2 separate regions of the Drosophila melanogaster genome follow, and region 1 is linked to region 2. The links are chromatin contacts, called in public targeted proximity ligation maps. All regions are on one chromosome and are shown on one strand. The core of a region is the stretch at or near the end of the contact, and the rest is flanking DNA. Distances in the headings are between cores, read along the strand shown. Region 1 holds the start of ACXE (Adenylyl cyclase X E). Region 2 holds the start of lncRNA:CR44971 (long non-coding RNA:CR44971).

Region 1 (3,670 bases), core at 750-3,249, 84 kb after region 2:
CTTGTTTGAAAAGATCCAGCACAGTTTTGTCCTTCGCCTCACTGTCTACATGATGATAATATTGTGCTATTACATGGTGATCTCCTTGATATTAGTGAGTTATGAAACAACGCATGTATTTAATATATATATATATTTTTTTGTATGCCCAAAGATGAGCTGTGAAAAGGACCAATATGAGTTGGACATTATAGAGAGCAAGCTCTACAACTATGACATGGATCCGTTTACCTGCTTCCACCCCTGGGCCTATACGAACATGATGGCCCTTATCCTGGGAATGAGTTACACCTTCGCCCGCATTCCCTTCGCCCTCAAGACCTTTATCGGTTGCGCCGAAGCAGTGGTTTTCGTCCTGGTTGTGTGTTTCCAGTACGCGTTCATTTTCGAGCACAGTGTTACCACATCGCCCTATTTAAAGGCTGAAATAGCTCATTCCTGCAGGGTGTGCATGATGTTGATTACTATGTACGCTAAGGAGCGTCAGTCAGAGTTCAACACTAAAATGAACTACAAGTAAGCAAATACTTTCTTTAAATCAGCTGATTTACTGATTTTCCTAACTGATTGCAGGCTCAACCTGGACTTGCAAAACAAGCAAAAATCGGCCGATGTAACTAACCAGTCCATCATAATCCTGCTTAACAACATTCTTCCATCTCATGTTGGTCAGTTTGCTAAGAATATCGCCCCAAGAAGCTTAGTATCTCAGTTCTTAGTTCTCTTTCGCAGTCGAGGTATATCTCAGCTCTATAGCCAAACACGAACTCTATTATGAAAACTATCGAATGGTATCAGTCATGTTTGCCATGCTCACAAACTTTCAAATGGATTTGCCCAGCTTAAGAGTGCTAAATGATATCATCACAGCGTTCGACAGATTGGTAAGTATTGATTTTAATTTACGACTATACTATACTTTCCGATTGCAGCTTTCTGCGTACAAGCAATATTACGTAGTCGAGAAGATCAAAGTCGTCGGATGCACTTATATGGCAGCCTGTGGATTGGACTTTAGCCTGATTGAAAACCTTGATAGCAACTCGAATTTTGGCAGTACATCATTGTCATCCGAATGTAAGTGCCAAATGCATTGGTTCTTAATATAGGTCTTCTAATGTGATATGGGTATATTTGATTAATTCAGTAGAACAGGTGCGTTCTCGTTTGGAGTCATCTATAAAAGAGAAGAACCATGATGAGGTGGCTTTTATAATGGCTACGTTTGCTCTGGACCTGATGCGCGTTCTGTCGGTGTGCAACAAGGCTTACGCCGGAGAACCATTTGATCGGGCTTTGTCCACCGGCGAGATAAGGATCGGTATCTCTACGGGTCAGATAATGGCTGGAGTGGTAGGCGCTTCCCAGCCGCACTACGACATCTGGGGGAACCCGGTCAATATGGCCTCCCGAATGGAATCGACTGGTTTGTCTGGACATATACAGGTTACAAAGGAGACTGCCCAAACGCTCGAGGAGTTCGATGTTATGTGCTATTATCGCGGCTTAACCTTTGTGAAGGGTCGTGGTGAAATTCCCACCTATTTTGTGGGCATCGATAAAGACCTAAAGTTCATGTCCAAGAAAATCGATAGACTTTCTGAGAACCCATCTAATCCAGATCTAAACCATGACCTGGACGGCTCCTAAGACAGATACAAATTTTTTCGGCAAATTCTTCTCAATATGGAATTCGAATCGCAAATGCATATTGAAGGCTTCGTTTCTCAAATTTTGAGATCGTAGTTCTTGTCTGTAAAATTTGAGATGCGTAGCCTTACAAAATGATGTGGACTCAAATCTTGTAAAAATTATGTGGAAAATACATATTTGTAATACCTTAGAACGTTTTGTCCCATTTTTTTCAATCCTTTGGAGGGTTCAACAAGTTCCTTTTATAAAGCGAAAAATCTGGTTAAAGTAGGCTGTGTGTTCGATGCTTAAATTGTTCTGCTGAGTCTTGTCAATCGAAAACAAAAGCCAGGTAAGATAAGCTGGTAAAACGAAATGCCTCGCTCCCTAGGAAATTGTCAGCTTAATTATTCAAAGGAACGCATGTGGGAACCTGGCTACCTCAAGGTAAAATTAAGTCTTTGGACCTGGAATTCTTTTATTAATATTCTATGTCCGAATATTCTAGGCTAAATGTGCAGAGTTGCGTTTGGAGAGCGAGTTTCGACTGTATCGGATACGGCTTTGGAAGAGTTACCTACTCACTTTTTTTATGCTGCATATATTCGTTACCTCCGTGCACTGTGCCCTACTTTTAGCAACGATTGAGGTAAGAACCGCCTAACCTAGATACAATTTTAGACCAACAGTTGCACAACATATTTAAAAAACCATTAAATGAGATGTTTTTCTTCCATCTTGTAATTCTTTTATATATATGTTTTATTCTCGTTATTGTACCTTTTGTAGCGCCGATCAATTATTTATTTCGATGTAGCCCTTTCCATAGGATGCGCATTGGTCCTTATACTTGTGCTGAGTGTTAACTTCTGCGATGAATTTATTGCGAAACACACGTGGTACATGTATGCCAGCTCGATATTTGCCTCCCTGACTTTGGTATTCGCTGGTTGGTATTTCGTTATCATCATTAAAACATATCCCTTATATTATATACATTTATTACCATTAGACCTAACTGAATCAATTTACCACACGTATGCGCACAGCTGGATACTGGGCACATTTTACGACACCTACATAATATACATGATATACATGTTCCTGCCGATCCACTTCATCAGCGGTGCAGTCCTGCTGGCTCTGTTGGTGTCCGGTCTCTATATACTCTACTTTGTGATCTTCATTGCCCAGGGCTTCGCCCAGTTTGCGTCTGCACTATTCTCGGTCGGCGGAATGTCGGTGGACATTGTGCACTATCTGTGCCTAAATCTTGTAGGCATTTTCTACCGCGTTATGAACGACACGGTGGTGCGCTCCTCCTTTCTGGACCGACACCAGTACATCAAGGAGAAGATTTGGCTGCGCAACGCACGGCTGCAGGAGAAGCAGTTGCTGGACAGCATCCTGCCGCCGCAGATCTCCCTGCCCCTGCAGAAAGACATTCAGGGCAGGATCGTAATGGCAAAGCAAGGTATTCACTCCTGGACCGCCATGGAGCGCACAATGGCCATACAGATCCATCCCGATGTCTCCATCCTGTATGCAGACGTCGTGAACTACACTCACTTGACTACCACACTGACGGTGGAGATGTTGGTGAAGGTCCTGCACGATCTCTACGGCAGATTCGATTTGGCTGCCTATCGCTACAAGGTGCAGCGCATCAAGTTCCTGGGGGACTGCTACTACTGTGTGGCGGGTCTGTCGGACCCCGATCCCGATCACGCCAATAACTGTGTTATCCTAGGTCTTTCCATGATCAACCACATTATGGAGGTGCGGTAAGTTACATATAAGATACATATACAGTTTCTTAAACTCCCAAAATTCTCACTACTATTCTTGGCCCCAATTTCGTAGGGACATTCACGGCTTGGACATAAATATGCGCATTGGAGTTCATTCGGGCAATCTGTTTGCTGGGGTCATCGGGGAGGCCAAGCTGCAGTTCGATATATGGGGTAAATAAATAAACTATCACTTGCTGTTGATTACAAGTGCTTCCCAATTTCTTCTAGGATTGGATGTTACCATA
Region 2 (3,438 bases), core at 885-3,384:
ACGAATTAAATTTGATATAATCCAAAAGATAAATCAAAATTTGGCCAGAATGTAGCCATGTGGACATTCATGCTGAGCTTCCCTCTTTTGGTTGATGGAGCATACTCGTTTGGCACTTATTACATTGGCATCTGCGTATGGTTTTGGCGTTTATTGATGCAAATTTTCCCCTTTTCCTGATCTTTTGGCCGGGAGCCCTGTCGATGGGTACACGGCCACCTAATTGACGTCTAACGTCGAACACAAGTGCGCCGCGCGCTGATTAGGGTTGCCTCTTAAACTGTCTTTTTAGCCCCCCCCTCCATTCACTTTCGCGACCCTAGTCCTGTATATGTCATTCCGTTGTCAAAAAAGTCGGTGGAAAAAATTCGCTGCCAAACCTTTTTACTCCTCCCTTTCATTGCCTTCATCGGAGGACTTTATCCAACGGTTACCCATTTTTAATCGCCTTATTGTTGTGCGCATCTTTTGAATTTCGCATTCCCCATGATTGAGTTGACATTAATGGGCACTTGGAGGTGTCAGCGAATGGCAGCAATTGGCAAACAGTTGGCATCATTTGGCATTCTAAATGGTTTTTATACCCGTGAAATTATCAATAATAAATAATACAAGGTATTTTAGCCGAAAGCTAAATCTAATACGGCCATAAAATTGAATTAAATGAAAACTAAATTTGTCGTCCAACAAATATTTTTCTAAAAGATATAATCAAATTTGATATCTCCTTACGTATCCGCTATAATGCGCTTCGACATCAAACAAATATTTCCACGAGTCTTACTAAAATCTGCATAAGATTTATGGGTTTTTCAATGCATGCAAGACTTTAGTTGTGCTTTCTTTTCCTCGAGCGGAGTTAGCATCAAGCTCATAATTATGTGGGAGTTCCTGATCCGTGTCTATCCAGGTCTCTCCCAGATTTCCAGCTGAAGCCCACTCGTCATCGGCATCGTGGCAGTGGGCGTTCGCTGGCATTCCACGCTCATGTGATCTACTTGGCAAGATTTTCAGCAACTGACACTGCCTGGGATTCAACGGAGTGTGGGCGAACCTGGGGCATACCTTTTGCGAACATTGCTTTAGCAATGTGTATATAGCTGTTTTCTTTTAGCTACCCTGTAGTTAAAAATGGGATTGGGTATGTATAATAGCCGAGCAGTAGAAGTGCAAGTGCAGTTTGCGCGAGATATTCCTAGACAAATCAGTTTACTCTATCTAGATATCTTACCCTTTCCTATGCTTATACTATTTTGAATTTATGAGTTCAATAATTTTATAATCATGGCCCTTGCAAATCGCTATAAATCTCAGCATTGGGTATCCTAAGTTCCGGCTCTGGTTGAACGTTCCATATTTTTTGCTTGGTTTTTCGGCTTGTTGTCACTCCTCGGCCGCGCCTTTTGTTGCATCCACATCCATAGCCACATTCACTGCAGTACTGCATATCCGAGGCTGAGTGCAGTCTTCGCTCTTCGTTGCTCCATTGCAATTCCGTTTGCTGTCGCTTTATTTTTATTTAATTAACTTCATTGGATTGCCATGTCAGGCAGGACAGGGAGCGGTGGATGGGAGCACCGAAGGCTGAACTGCAAGGCAGTCCGTCGTCAGGTAGGTGGGCAAACCAGCTTGCATCTCCGGCCCTGCCCACATGCAAAAGCCCTGGCATCTGCTCCGACTGTCGTTGTCGTTTTCAGCACCTTGACAATGACTTATTGTCGCCAGCCAGCAAGGAGAAGACGGATATGGAGGAGCAGGAGGGAACCAGGAGGTAGTCAGGAGGTAGCCAGGACTCGCTGCATGCGGAGACAGAGCTCATCTCCAGTTCATTGGCAATTCTTTGGCTAAAGTGGCCTTTCTTGTCTGGGCGTGGGCACAGCTCCTCGTGGCGTCGAAACATCTACACAGAAAGAAAATTCTTTTCCCCGAAATCAATCCTATAAAGAGAACTATGATCTATATGTATTAGCTATTTGAATAAAAGAAAGTTTGTAATTTTTTGCTAAACTAAAAGACACACAATCAACACTCTACAATTATGGTGCATTTTAGGTTTGGTTCATATAAAAATTACTTCAAGTGCAATCCTCATTTATATGAGCCCTGCCCGGATGTAAATCAATTTATTTCGCTCAACTTGAATCCGAAATTCGAGGGGTAGTCAATCGAAGGTCGCCCGCGTGGAGTCGATACAATCTGCATTTTTTGGGGTCAGTCAAGCACATCCTGTGCCTCGAGCCTGCCGAGGATACCGGAATGCATATCCTGCGGCGATTTTATTCATGACGCTGCAACCAGTTAAGTGTATCCCTGGGAGCAGTAATTATAATAACCCATCCGAACTTCCCCAACTCTCGCAGATGAGGGCTCCAGCCACATCCCGGCCAAAAACTGAGACGGTCTTAGTCTCCATTTCGGTTTCAGTTGCTTCTATTTCGCACAGAGCAGCCCAGTTGAGCTCACAATGAAAACCGCAAAGTCATCTCCGGTTTATTTACTGGCTAGCAGAAAATAAACCAGAAAGCGATGATGAGACCAAAGGAATCAACAAAGAACAAAAAGGGCAAACCAGCGAGTTTGCACTAAAGTTAATGCAAATGTGTGGATACTCTTGGATTGAACATAAAAAAAAAACATTTCTTTTTTAAAACATCATAAAGTAACGTTCGATAATATATTCAGTTTATTTTAAGCATTGTTTATATTCAAAAGCCACTATAATTTCATGACAATAAAATTTAGTTATTGATTGTAGATTTATAAAGCATACATATTTTAAATATAAACTTTTATTTAGACACATCTATGTATTTGCCCAAAGTATCCATGCTTCTTGCATAGAGTACACATAAATAAATGAAGCCGCATGAATTTTCAGTTGGCAAAAGGCTCTTCTCCGTTCTCCGTTGGCAATGAGCAAAAAACGAAAGCCCAGTCAAGCTGGGGATCCCTCCATCCATTCGCTCCCCACCTTGGGCGATACATCGAATTTAATTTCCTGCCAAAATCGACAGAGACCAAAACATTTCTGCCTCGTCGTTGCGGTGTGAGGCTCAGTCGAGCGTTAAGAATTCGCTCGGTTACTAAAACTTAATTTTGCGGCTTGCATTTCAGGGAATCTTGCTGTCCGATGAATGAAATTTCACACAATTAGCTGTCCCGATCCACCAGATCCCATCCTCAGGCGGAGGCCCAACAACTGACGACCGGCACGTGATCGGGCCAAAAAAAAAGCGATGCGGCCAGAAAAAATGCGCCTATTTCGAACAACAGTTGTCGGCCAAGTTCCAAGCCAGCATGTGGCACTTTCGGCCCGAGTCCCAATCATATTTCAGTGCCAATTGGCGCGAAACTTATTAGACGGCTTCTTCCCACTTTCGCATCGATCCGGGCTTTGGCATTTTATTTTTGGCCCTCAAAGGCGACACCAATTCAAGG

Evidence for each region.
Region 1: a contact with region 2 is called in a targeted proximity ligation map of the Kc167 cell line, with 3 times the contacts expected there. A contact is called at or near these places in 10 of 107 Hi-C or Micro-C datasets (the ML-DmBG3-c2 cell line, the PNm cell line, the S2 cell line and 4 more) and 1 of 7 datasets of targeted methods (the Kc167 cell line).

Annotation. Positions count from the first base shown.
Region 1 is chr2L:12,923,612-12,927,281 of dm6, forward strand. ACXE (Adenylyl cyclase X E) reads left to right here and starts at 2,000. Exons shown (of 12, transcript NM_144344.3): 1 at 2,000-2,079; 2 at 2,141-2,281; 3 at 2,422-2,581; 4 at 2,645-3,416; 5 at 3,496-3,596; 6 at 3,654-3,670. The coding sequence starts at 2,008. It overlaps ACXA (Adenylyl cyclase X A), which reads left to right. Exons shown (of 12, transcript NM_138990.2): 7 at 1-94; 8 at 155-516; 9 at 574-668; 10 at 733-884; 11 at 933-1,077; 12 at 1,148-1,842. The coding sequence ends at 1,650.
Region 2 is chr2L:12,839,383-12,842,820 of dm6, forward strand. It overlaps lncRNA:CR44971 (long non-coding RNA:CR44971), which reads left to right and starts at 2,135. Exons shown (of 2, transcript NR_124227.1): 1 at 2,135-2,297; 2 at 2,361-2,513. lncRNA:CR44970 (long non-coding RNA:CR44970) reads left to right here and starts at 1,513. Exons shown (of 2, transcript NR_124226.1): 1 at 1,513-1,611; 2 at 1,698-1,941.